2 separate regions of the Mus musculus genome follow, and region 2 is linked to region 1. Evidence: chromatin contacts called from public promoter capture Hi-C data. All regions are on one chromosome and are shown on one strand. The core of a region is the stretch at or near the end of the contact, and the rest is flanking DNA. Distances in the headings are between cores, read along the strand shown.

What was found. Promoter capture Hi-C pulls out the DNA fragments that hold promoters and counts their contacts.
Region 2: a contact with region 1 is called in a promoter capture Hi-C map of hippocampal neurons, with 2.4 times the contacts expected there. The contact joins the promoter of Sh3d19 here to the enhancer-like site in region 1. A contact is called at or near these places in 5 of 39 promoter capture datasets (the 3T3-L1 cell line, the C10 cell line, hippocampal neurons and 1 more), 2 of 115 datasets of contacts at active chromatin or transcription factors (astrocytes and embryonic forebrain) and 1 of 9 other capture datasets (embryonic stem cells).

Annotation. Positions count from the first base shown.
Region 1 is chr3:85,131,471-85,138,155 of GRCm38.p6, reverse strand. No RefSeq gene overlaps it. Among named protein-coding and RNA genes, the nearest start is that of Gm31096, 13 kb to the right of the region's middle. Within about 2 kb of position 4,740, at least 12 of the 459 cell types and tissues checked have an H3K27ac peak or open chromatin away from gene starts, as enhancers often do. A contact at or near this core is called in hippocampal neurons, where this site is marked.
Region 2 is chr3:85,969,833-85,976,445 of GRCm38.p6, reverse strand. It overlaps Sh3d19 (SH3 domain protein D19), which reads right to left and starts at 5,328. Exons shown (of 22, transcript NM_001082414.3): 1 at 5,022-5,328.

The sequences.
Region 1 (6,685 bases), core at 3,491-5,990:
CCTAGGATCCTGGAGTCCTAGAGTTTGAATGAGATTTCTGATCATCAGTTTGCTTGGGATCCTTTCTGCTAAGCTTGAATGAGGCCTTGTGGTTCGACTCTGCCCATCTTTTTTTTTTTTTTTCCCCCTGAGACTGATGTCTCATGGTGAACTTATTCCTGGAGCTGAGCTCTGGGTACCAATACATCTAAGAAGGAAGTCTGCCTGCTTGGCCATGGAGATCCACCACTGCACTTCACTCCCCCATTGTAGGCAGTAACAGTGGTAAGGCTAGAGTTTGTCTATGCCTTGGAAACCTTACAGATGTTACTTTGGAGAAAACAGAAAAGCTGAGTGTCTTTTCTAAAGTCAGAGAGGAGCCACTCACAGCCATGTTTGTGCTGCTTTGTCCCCTTTGCCTATTTTATTACAGTCCAGTCTAGTGTCACCTCTTGACACCACTTCGAGATAGAGAAAATCTACCACATGGCTGGCTGGGCTGTGAACCAGGATGGATGTGAAGGAAAATGACATTGGAGAATTCTTCATGTAGCACAACTGTGAAGAACAAGGGATGGATGCTAAAGCTGGAGAGGAAGAGAGACAAGAGATCCAAGTGCCAATGATAGAGAAGTGTGCTCGCTGGACAAAATGCCTGAGAGCATTTCCCTTCCCTTATGTAGAAGGCTTAAAACCCCAGTGACATCGGTAGCTATACTCTTGGCCATGGCTCCCAGTCTTAAATGACCCGTTGAATGGATTATTGTCTGATGCCAGATAGAGAAGCAATAACATTCTTGCTATAACTTGGAGCTGCAGAGTCCCCTCAATGTTAAAGACTTAGTCATGGCTTGACACTATTGGAGGATGGTAGAGGCATTAAACAGTGGAGCCTGGTAGAAGATCTTCTAATACCTGGTTGTGTGCCTTTGAAGGGGAACAGTGAGACTTCACGTCTTCACTTGCTCAGTTCCTGGCTATAAGGTAAGCTGCTTGGCTCACACACATTCCCAACAAGTCTTTCCTCACTATTGGCCTGAAAGAAATGAGGAAACTGACCATGGACTGAAATCTCTAAATGTCTGAGCTGTAGTAAACCTTCCATCTTTATAAAGTTGATTGTCTCAGGATGTTCATCAACTTACAGTAACATAGAACTGACTAACACAATCCAACTTCCTATTAAGGATCACATCCAATGATCAAAACATGTAAGGAGACAGTTCTGAAGATGTCTTAGGAACAGTTTCAGGATCTGTTCTCTGCATATTAGTAATAAATGCAAGGTGGTGCTTATAGTGACCGCCTCTTTCAAAAGGAGCCTGAGAGCTCTGCACAACCAAATAACTTTGGGGCTTTTCAGCCTGATCTATGGCCTTGAGTTTTCATACCTTCGATATATTTATTGATTGAAGATTTATTTTTACTTATTTGGGTATTAAGGGGTATATATACTTGAACATGCATAGGGGCTAGAAAACAGTGTGAGATCTCTAGAAGTTGGAATTATAGGTGTTTGTGGCATGTTATATAGGTGCTCCAAACCCTGTGTTATGATTGTGTAGCAAGCACTCATAAACACTGAACTATCTTTCTAGATCCTACCTTCATTTTAGATATAGACAAGAGACAAGGAGGACTGCTCCATCTGACAAGCCTACATGAACTGTCCTGATATGTCTCTAAGAGAAAAATGGAGCCTCCATTGTAGTACCCTCTGCCCCTGGGTTCTTCTTAGCAATTCCTTGTAGCCTCCCTGAACCTTGAAGCAGGCTGATCCAGACTTTGACCTTGCTGCCACTAAGAAGGAGATTACCTAGGGTAGAGCCTTCTGACCTTGATGGCTCTATTTGCACTTCTCCAAGACTCTGCTTCCTGCTGAAAGGTCCTTGAGATGTTCCGGAGACACACCCTGTAGATCGCCTATGGGCTGGCTCCAGGCACCAAGAATGGGCTGGCAGAGGATGGGCCTACCCTCTTTATAAGCGCGGACTCTTCAGAGGCTTTGAACAGAAAGGTTTGTCTTGGCCTCGTTCTTTTCTTGCCATCTGATCTTTTTCAGTGTCACTGAGACAAAGAAGCTTCTGGGGGTGGGGACCGAATGTCTCTTTCCCAGAGTGACAGCATCAAGACATGGAGCTTTGTAGGTTAATTAGATCATCATTGTAGGACCCTTGTCTGACAGAATTAGTGTCATAAAAGAAGAGGCATCACAGAGTTAATTTCTGCCTCAACCCTTGCTTCCTCTAGAGGACACAGTGAGAAGGCAGTCACCTGTATGTCAGGACAATCCTCACAAGGAACCGAGTCCTCCAAACCTACCAGCACCTTGATCCTGGACTTCCCAACCTCTTGAATTGTGAGGAAATTACTTCTTGTATTTTAAGGGAACTCAGTCTATGGTATTATGTTATATGTCACCTAAAAAGACCTATACAGGAATAGAAAAACATGAAGAAAGGCAGATGACCATCATGCATCAACATGTCCTGTCTCCTCAGGAGATGGCAAAGTTCTGGTATCTCCTTCATGAGGCACATCTTCAGGAAAGACCTGTCATAGCTACAGACAGATGTAGCCACCTTTGTTTGGGGACCTAAAGAGCTCTGGTAATTCTACCTGCTGTGCATAGTCTGTAGAACCAGGTCCACCTCCTCCCTCAGCTGACTGTGAAATCTTTCCTTTGACCTGGCTAATAGGTTTGGAGAAAGAATGCCCGCTGAGATGGGTGAGCCTCATCTTTGATACTTCCCATGCTTCTTCTAGTCTATGAGGACTTTCCTCTGAACGATTCAGCCGAGACTGTAACTGGTTGGCTGGTGTCTTGACAAGGTCATGGATGTCTTCAGATCTTAGGGATCAGGAGCTCAATTTCGTGAACTCATTGAGGTTCTAGGTGATTGGTTCAAACTAATCAAACTCACGAGACACTGGCAGCTGACGAACACGTTTTTTTCTAAAGTATAAAGTATTTTTGAAAAGCCAAATTACTGGCTCCAGGCAAGGTCACAGAGCAGGGCATGGGTGGATTTTTTAATGGCTGGTGTCATCAAGCTGTAACAATTCTCTGCCCTGCTGAGTGGCACCCACCAAATGTGCCAGAGGACCCCTGGAGCCCGTGAAGACAGCCACCCATTCAGACAGAACCAGAGATGACTCTTCAACACAGACTTCTCATTTTTATTTTTAATACCTCAGGTTGAGCACAGACTCATTTCTATCATAAATCAGATGCTGTTTCCATGATTACTATTTACCTTAGATTAAATTGTGTTCAGATGAGGTCTTTGTGGTGAGTCTGGGGAGACTCTCTAAGCTTATCTGTCCTCTATTTTAAGTTGTCTCTGCAGCAGATGGCTGACACCATCCATGAGATATTAAGGCTTTGAGGCTTCAACTTCAGATGGTGCCATTTCCCAACCCTGCCTGCGTTCCACCCTCCTGGGTCACAGTGTTGAAACAGTGAAAAGTTTAATGAATCAGATTGACAGGAAAGAGACCAGTGGATGAAGATTTTCGCTGGGATTGGAGCTGACTGAGCTTACTTCACTGTGCTGTAGCTTCCAACTGGGATCTAGAAGCTCCCACGGGTCAGGACAAGTTGCTGATGGGTCTTATAGGAATATTGTTAGGGTGCCCATTTCCCACCTCAGCAGCCGCATCTACCTTGTCAGCCACTTTCTACTGTGGCAGAGAGGAGACTAAAGCAAACACACAGGTGAAGTAAGAAACCCCGCCCATTTCCTGAAGCTAAACAACAGCTACCTTCCTAGAACAGCCAATGTGTAAAAGCCCTGGGTAGATCAATAAGAGTTTTAGCTTCTGTAGGGGAGTGACCCTACTCTGGTTTCATGGACAGATGAAACCCACCTGTCTATCCCTTGCTCAAAGATTAAGCAATTACCATGTTTCCCCATTTTCTTTTTCTCTTTTTTCAAACTAGTGTTCATAGCTCCTCCCACCCCAACAATCAAATGACCTCAGCTAGGAGTTCTAGGTGGCTTACAGGAGGCCAAGTTTTAGTGGACCAGGAAGGTACCAGTTTGACTAGCTAACATCCAAAGTAAGGGTAAGATATAGGTAGAGAAGTTTATAAAAAGGAAACAGTCTAAGGACCAGATACAAGTAAGGAGTCTGTAAGAATGATCTAGAATGAGAGGGCTTATGGGAAAAGACTTGAAGTACTCAAGTTCAACCTAATATAACTCATAACACAATCAGATCCCCAGAAATGAGCATCATTAAGGGAACTGAAAGCTCTGTCATGATAGCCCTGTTCTGGCTTATTCCAGGAAAAGGTGGACATCTAGGAGTCCAAATACCTGGACTGGCACTCAGCACTAATCCTACTCCTTTGGTAGTTGCTCAGCAACCCACTCTGCTGAGCCTGCACAGCTTGCTTACAGAGATGTTAAACACCCATGCTTTCGCCATTCTGGTATTGAATGAGAGCCAAAGCGATTTCTTTCTCACCCCAGTCATCCCTGCCTCTAAAAGCCTGTCTATTCTCTGAAAGTTTAAACAGATTGAAGGATTTCTGCTCTACCATAGCTTGGAGAAAAACTCAATATTTGTTATTCTCAGATCTTAATGCCTGCTCGTGGTGACTTTCGTGTTGCTCTTTGAAACGACCATGGTGTTTTAATAATACAACATTCTTCCCGGTATTGTTGAAATAGCACATTATTCAGTGTATCCAATTGCAATGCTTTTTCCCTGCTCTTGTAGTGTGTTACAGCTGTGTACCCTTCTGCAGAAGTATGTATAATTGGAGGAGGAATTTTCCAGCCAGCCATTGAAGGCGTTTGGAGTCCAAATGTGAGGTGATGTGCCACTCTGCTCGTGGGACTGCATTAGAGGGCTGAAAGAGCCTTCCTCGGGGGTAAATACAGGTTTGGCCCAGTGAGCCCAGGGGCTCCCACCCTCCCACCTTGCCTACCCCAGTTAGCCTTACCCCATCTCTGCTGTCTGACTTCCATGTCCAACCTCTTCTTACTCAGATGTGTTGCCACACGAGACCTCGTTTGATGATGGAGTCACATTCTTCCTGAAATTTCTCCATCCTTGGAGCTTGATTCCTCAGGCCAGGACATGTTTACTACTGCATTTAACTGGATTTGTCCTTCCCTAAAACTGAACACATGCCAACCAGTGATCAACGGGTCATTTTGCTTCTGACCCAAACTGGCAGGGGCTTAATTTTTTAGTTAAAACACTAACTTTTATAGAGACATTTTGGGTTTAGCACACATGCAAGTTAAAGAGAGTTTCCCATACCCCACAGCCACAAAACATACCCAGCTTTCCCCAGTATCAGCACCTCCCACTAGTATTGTATAGAGGCTCCAACCTACACTCACAAGCATTCTGACCTAAGGTTCATAGTTTACATTAAATTCACTCTTGGTCCATGGTGTGATTTGGATACATGTATAATAAACTGCGTCTACTATCATATTACATAGTTCCACTGTCCCCAGACACTCTCTTCATTCATTTTTTTTTAATTATGGAATTTAAAACTGCTGTTCTCACATGAAAATTAGAACTTCCAGAATATATTGGCAGTTCCCCAGCTTGATGGAGGTTATTCCTATCAGAGATCACATTTCTAGCACAGGTCACCATAAGCCCCAGTGCTCCCTACTGCTGACTTCCTGGGCTTCTCTGGGTCATTATGTCTGTTGATCCTGGTAGGTATTGAGACTGTGACTCCTGTCTTCAAAGCTGAGTGAGGTAGAATCCTGAGAACCCTGACCCCAGAGTCCCTTTTATCTGAGATACACACTTAGAGAATCTTCTACCCTTGAGAGCAGACGAGACCTGTGAACACAAGAGTCTTTTTCTGATTTATGGCATATGTCATCAAGGTTCCAAATCAGTGGACACTGAGTTAATTAAAGGTGACTTTTTTTTTTCTGGGTGAGCCTGACCTAAGCAGAGGGCCATTCGAGAGAAGTAGCAGCAACGGCAGATGCTCCATGCTGGGTGGAAAAAGTAAGCTGTCTGCTCTGCCAGGGCCATTTGCTAGGACCTAGGGGCACTTCTAAGAGAGGGATTCCAGGCTGAGGGCCGATAAGAAAGTAGAAGCCACAGTCCAGCTCTCAGAGGTTGCATAGCCTGTTCCTGCTGCCAAAACAAACTATCCTGTCAAAGAACAAAATTCCAGATAATTTCATTGAGAGGACTGACTGTTACTAGAAATTCACAACTGGGCAGCATCGTATCCCTTGAGGCGAGCCGAGGAAACCGGATATGGAAACTGGAAACTTTCCTGAGTTTTAAAGTTTTGGTTTGATTTTTAAGTACACTTAACATAAATGACTCCATTATGGTTTGGTCTGATCTATTGGGATTGGGGGCAAGAGCTCAACCCACAAACAATGGGTGCCCATACATTTAAATGACAACTTATACTGAGTAATGTGTAAATAGAAATTTCTTGTTCAGAGATTTCTGGAGACTGGGAAGTTTAAGATCTACAAATTCAGTGTCTAGTGAGGGCCTAAGGGAGCCTGTTTACATTTTCCATCATAAGAGGACTTAACGATAGCTACCCTCTGTGGACCACACAGGGAGCCTTCACCAGACATTCAATCTGCTGGCCCCTTGATCTTGGACTTGCCACCTTCCAGTATGGAGAAATTGTAAGTCCCATATTTTGTTACAGCAGCCAGAACTAAGACACAATGCTGCCTCAAATGAA
Region 2 (6,613 bases), core at 4,079-6,578, 840 kb before region 1:
ATCACACACATGCACACGCACACGCACAAACACGGCCATCACACCATCAACACCAACAAACACATCCTGAAACACCCTGGTTCATATTTGAGATTATTATAAATTGCAGTGTTTTTTTACTGTATAGAAGAAGTTTTCTGCTTTTGTAGAAATAAAACATGGATTAATTATGGAAAATGCAAACAGTATTTTCTTAGCACCATTCTTTAGCAATGTATCAAATCAGTATACATTTAAATTGCCCTGGGTGGGAATGTTTGACTTTTCAAATTGCTGTTTGAGATACTGCCTGAAATTTCATTAAAAAAAATTAATTAAATGAATTTTGTCTTGGGACTAGAAGGGAATTTCCAACAGTCAGCCCTAAGAGGACCTCAGCCATTCTGACCCTCAGCCATGTGTGTGCCTCTGTGAGCAGCATTCTCCGTCCGCACTCTCTCAACATGTGCTAACACCTTGTACAGTAAACATTTCAGCCAAGAATTAACTTAAAAAACAAACAAACAAAAAACCCACACCTACCTGAAGAGTATGCAAATTTGCTTTTCTCTTTAATAAGTAAGAATAATTAGATGTCTATCAAAGGATTGTCTTAAGATAGAAATTCTTTATGATTTCTTATCAGTTACCATTTTTATAGGCCTATACATCTAGAGGTATATGAAAGTTATTCTAGTCCAAAATGGGTGTCAAATGAAAACATATTGAAGAAGACCCATTCTACACAACGGGGATAAAACCCCACAGCAATCTGTGTCGTTATTAATCTTACAAACAACTGCAAAAAAAAAAAAAATGTGACACTTTTAGCAGCCAACTTTAACTTCCTTTTCCTTCCTCTTCCTCCAAGGTCAAAAGAAGTTGAACACCTTAGCTTTACAGAGGATGGCTCTATACCCTGATGCGCTGACACTTCTGGGTTTCCTGGAATAGGGAACTTTCCATTTCAAAAGGCAAAGTCAGTCTCAGGAAACCAGGAAAGAATTGGTCACTCCGGCTTTTCCTTCCCCTGGCCTCCAGATGATACACTTCACCGGCACCAACCGGGGTAACACGGTGATGCCAACACACTAGACTTAGCAGTATGGATGGATGAAGAATTCTTGGCCAAAGACAAAGAAGTCAAGAACAGTTGACTGTCTGGGCTGGCCCACGTAAATCAATCACAGAATCTCTTAAGCAGCCAAGAAACCCAGAATGAAGTATAAACTCCAGTGGATCTCTCCGTGCGCATCTCAGTGTTTTTCAACTGATCTGTTCAAAAAGACCCAAAAGCATCAAAATATCTGGGAGCATGTTAAGAATATTCTCAGATCTCAACCTGTGAGATGGCTCAGCGGACAAAGGTGACCAGTGGCCTGAGCTTCATCCCTACGGCCCACATGGCGGAAGAAGAGAAGACTCCAGCAAGCTGTCCTCTGGCACGAATACAAAATAAACAAGTTGTGATTAAAAAAAAAAAAAAAGAGTATTTTCAGACCTTATCCCAAAACCGATGGGGATCAGAGATTTGAGAGGGCAGCCGGCAATCTGTGTCTGTACAACCCCTGTACAGCAATTCTGGTACACAAAGGAAACGTTTAAGAAAGCTGGGTTCACATACTCACATCTTGTCTGCCCTGCCTGAGAGTGACATTTAATGGGTCAGTAAGATGCTCCAAGAGTTCAGATGTGTCTGGCTTTTACATTTTAACTGTCAAGTGAGGCAATCAGAATTTTGTATCACACCATCAACAATGAATCTCTCAAGCTGCCGGGTTCACACCTCCGGCATCAGTGCCCAGCAGGACCTGGCAGTGCTGTCCTCTCTGCTCCCCTGGCTCCTCACAAATGCATGTCAATTGCGTGACAGCCCCATTTTCAAATGGTTTTCTCTTCCTCCTCATCTTCTGCATCCTTTTGCTTGCTCTCTTTCTCTTTTAAGCTCCCCCTCCCCACCCCATCCCTGGTAGGCTATAACTTTTTCTATGCGGTTCTCTTTATCACTAAGAGCAAAACAGAAACACAAAGAAGTAATGGGTGAGGGAGGGGGTTGAAATAGAATTTAAAAAAAACCAATTTGATCAATATGAGGAAAAAGTCCATTTGGTGCCCTTGGTGATATCTTTGAACCTTAAAAATAAATTAAAACAACAACAAACCAGGCCTGGAAAGAACTTATGTTTGGCATGGGTAGGGCCCTGGGGTCAACCTCTAGCATGCATGTTCCCTGCCTCCACAAACAAGCAAAACCTGAGTAAACTTACAGATACATATTATGAAGGTAAGAACTGAATCAACTAGCCTCCTCTCTTACGTGTAAGATGAAATGATTACTAAAACACATTTGTTTTCTAAGGATTCCCTGCACAAAACAAAAGAAAACAAAAAGCATGATGTTTAAAAAAAGAACGCTGGTGCCCATACTCCTGTAATCCAGCTCTTAGGGGGTGAGGCAGACCGGGCTACAGAGCATGACCTTGAGAGAAAGGCGGCAATCAGGATGAGTCTACCTAAATCAAGGTACAAACTTCAACAGTATTGCATAGGAATGTGTGTGTATAGTAAATTGTAAAGACAAAACAGGAAATAGGCCGGGCATGGTGGCACACGCCTTTAATCCCAGTACTCGGGAGGCCGAAGCAGGTGGATCTCTGAGTTCAGAAAGGCCAGCCTGGTCTACAAAGTGAGTTCCAGGACAGCCAGGGCCACACAGAGAAACCCTGTCTTGAACCCCCCCCCGCCCCCCCCAAAAAAAAACAGAAAACAATCTCAAAAACAGCTTTTTAATAGTAAGTGGGTAAGCACTTGCCTAGTACACACAATGGCCTGAGTTCAGTCCCTAGAAATACACACACACACACACACACACACACACACACTCACTCAGGAAAAGTTTTTAATGGTTAACTATGCAGAGGGAAGGGACAATGTCTGGGAGGGATAGAGAATGATGTCATTCCAAGGACCTGATATATTCTTTTTCTTACTCAGCCATAATGTTAGAAGAGCCTTTGCTTTATAATTTATTGTATGTATATTACAAAAATAGATAAACTTACGCAAACATGTAATTTAGCAGGGCGAGAAAGTTCATTGGCTGTTTCAAGTCTACAAGCCCCGGGGTTATGGTGTGTATCAGGCCATGCGAGATTAAAGAAAAAGAAAGCCTTTAACTTGAGGGAGGGAGGAGGAAACACAAAGAACAGGCAAAGCCATTTACCATGAGGAAGAAAGCAGAGGGACTGGGGGACATCAGGCCTCTGGGTGAGCTCCCACTCTCTTTTGGAAGAAGACAACTACTGCAGTTAATGCCCAAGCTTGGTAAGGAATGCAACAAGGGGTTGGAAAACACGCTAATACATTAGGCGGGAGGGAAGCACCACTTGTCGACTATTAAATAATTTATCCCCAAGACGATAAAATCTAAAATTACAAGTCTGACCCTCTCACACGCAGCATGCACTTGCTGACCCCTCGCCCCTTCATGAAGGAAGCCATGTTAAGGGTAAGAGAGCTGAAAACACTTATTTCTGGGTGCAGACGCTACCAAATCTCGGCAAACTATTATCACAGAGCCTAGACTAGGCCTTGTCTTCAGACATTATGGAACTAGTAAAAAGTTACAAAAGTAACATTTGTGCTGGCCTTGGGGGGAAAAACACACTGAAGAACCGTTGAACCTGTATCTGGGTCATATTTAGTTTAAATTCCGACACTGCTCTCCATGGTGCAGTCCTCTGTAAGAGGGAGACTTTCTTCTAAAAGGTACCAAGAATCCAAGGTACTTATGCACTTTTAAAATCTGTAAGCAACCAAGGCACAACTTTGCAAACTTTTTCATGGTACTGAATTATTTACGCAGCAGTTAAGTGTTGTTTCAGTTAGGCTTACATTGAACAAAACTACCGATTATTATCACTTGGTGTTCATGGTAACAGTCAAGTGTCTTACTCTAAAAAAGGCCCCGTGGCAGGCAGGCAGGCAGGCATAAAGTTAATTTTAAGCTTCCGGAATGTCTTACTCGGAATACGCTTACCGACTTTTTTTTTTTTTTTTTTTTTTTGCTTTTATCCCATTTTCTGCCCTCCAATTCCACAGACCCAACTTTCTCCTGGTGGTCACACAGAGGAGCCTCTCCATGTTCCCTTTCTAAGAAGGCTCCAGTCTGGTGCCTGGATTTCCCATGACTCTTCCCAATCCCTTCACCTCTTTATGCATCTTCTAGGTTAATTCTTCCATCCAGTTTCAGATAACTGTGGTTAACCAGCTGGCCTAATAATTTCCTCTCCATTACGGTTACATTGAAAACCCACCCCAGGTAAAGGGAAGGAGGGTGGATCTACATTTAATTTTATACTTATGCACCAAGCTATTTGATTCGTGCTTCGTTGGTGTGTCCCAAAACAAGATCTTAAAGGTAACTAACTATAGGCCCCCAAATGACCTCCATCCAAAAGAATTCCCTTCTCCAATACTACATTGGGCACTCCCGGTTTACAACGGGGAGGGCAGTTGCAACAAATTAACTCTCCAGCAGAAAATCAGCGCTGTGGGGGAGGGAAGGAAGGGACTAGAGGTCCGAAGTTCACCGGCTGCTGAAACAAGACTTGATTCAGCATGGGCACGTGGTCTGACCAGGTTGGGGTGGCCCAGGCGAAACCGTAGGGATGGGTCGTGGTCCAGAGAGAGATAGACGTAGGGCATGGCCTCTGACTCACCTACAGATAAGTAATCACCCAGCCACAAGTACCAGCCGCCTTGGATTTAGTTTCCACGGAAATTTTGGAGTTTCGGCTCCAGGGCCACTAACAGGTAAAAGAGACCAATCTGAATTCTCTCAAAAAGGAGAAAAGGAGGCTAAGGATAGAAAGGCCACTGTCCCGCCCTCTCGCCATCAGGAGTTAAAGGTGTCAGTCCCCTCCAGGCAGCATCGAGAGCAGCTGCCGAGCTGGGCAGGGCATGAGTGGGCGCGGAGAACCCGGTCCTAGATGCTCCCAACCCCCCGTGCGCCCCTGGTCCCCGCGTCCCCCGCGTCTCACCTGCAGCCGAGTGGCCCGGGAGCGCGCGGCTCCGGGCGCGGCGCGGGCCCCCAAGCTCGCGGCGCTCTCGCAGCTCTTCCTCCTCGTCCTCCCGCCGCCGGCCCTCAGCCATGGGCGAGGCGCCGCCGCGCAGCCCAGGGACGGCGGGCGAGCTGCGGGCAGCGGATGGCCCTCGCCAGCGCGCTCGGCGGGGAAGGAGGGCTCCACCTGCAGCGCGGAGCTGGGGCGCGGGCTGGGCCGAGCTCCCCGCCTTCTGGGCACGCACCGGCGGCCTGCAGCTCCTCGGCAGCTCGCTTCCCGTCCGGTTCCCTTCCCCGCCCCACAGAGGTCCAGCCTGGGATCGGGCGGGCTCCCGACCGGCCTCGCCTCCTCGGGGAGGGGTTTCGGGCTGCTGAGGCCGCCCTCCAGCCGCACAAGCTGGAAACACCCCCACAACCCAAACAGACGTGCACAAAATAAATAAAGGGGTTGGGGAGTTGAGAGAGAGAGACAAGGAGGCTTGGCCTCTTCCTGCCCTTTCACAATATTCCAGAGTCAACAGGAAACCCATTCGCTTGACACTTAAACAAAAGGGGGAGGAACCGGTTCCTAGGCGAGTCTTGGAGAGATGCACAAACTGGGAGAGGCTGAACTTCACTTGGGGCACACCACCTAGAGTTGAGTCTAGACTCTAAGAGATCTCTGTCTCTCTGTCTCTGTCTCTCCTCTGTCTCTCTGTCTCTGTCTCTCTCTCTCTCTCACACACACACACACACACACACGTCTTAATTTGGCCTGAAACTCCTGATCATTCTGCCTCTTAAGTGGTGGAATTACAGTAGTATGCTACCATATCCGCCCCCCCCCCTTATATCACCCCTTAAAAAGTACCTCATTAGGGAATAGGTTTTTTGGTATTACTGTTTTCCTTTTTTGGTAGTCAAAGTACTCTGTGATACATGTCATAAATTAGTTCAAAGGCACAGAGTGTGCAACAGCAAGGATGAGCCCCATGTACGCTATGAACTTTGTGGGCGATAAAGATGCGCCTGGAGCAGGATTAAGTTTATTAGTTGTAACAAATGTGCCCCGATATGGAGGATGGTGGTGAGGAGGGAAGCTATGCATAAGGGGGTCAGGGAGAGCATTTGTACTTTCATTTCAGCTTTACCGAGAACACAATACTGGTCTAAACAGTACAGTCTAATTTCTTTTAAATACTAGGTAGGACTTGAGGTTGGGGGAGGGGGGTAGAACAGTTCCCCAGTTTGGGTGAAGCTTATCTCTGGCACTGTAAAAAATAAATACATAAACAAATGAATAAAGCCTCCCAGTATTCAGTTAATTGAGGGTTAGGAGAAGGCCACCATCCCTAGAAGTTCAGGGAGAAATGTGTTAAAGGAGTTCCATACCCAATGATTTGTAGAGAGGTGATTTGGCCAAGTGGTAGGAGAGCTGGCTCTGAAGTCAGAGGCTGTAATTTGAGGCACTTAACTGCGGGACCTACCCCCTGCACACTGCTCCAAAGCTGGAAAGAGCAATGTAACAAAAGTCATTGTACATACCTATCACACACAGCTAAAGTTCTGTAGGTGCACATACATAATTTCACA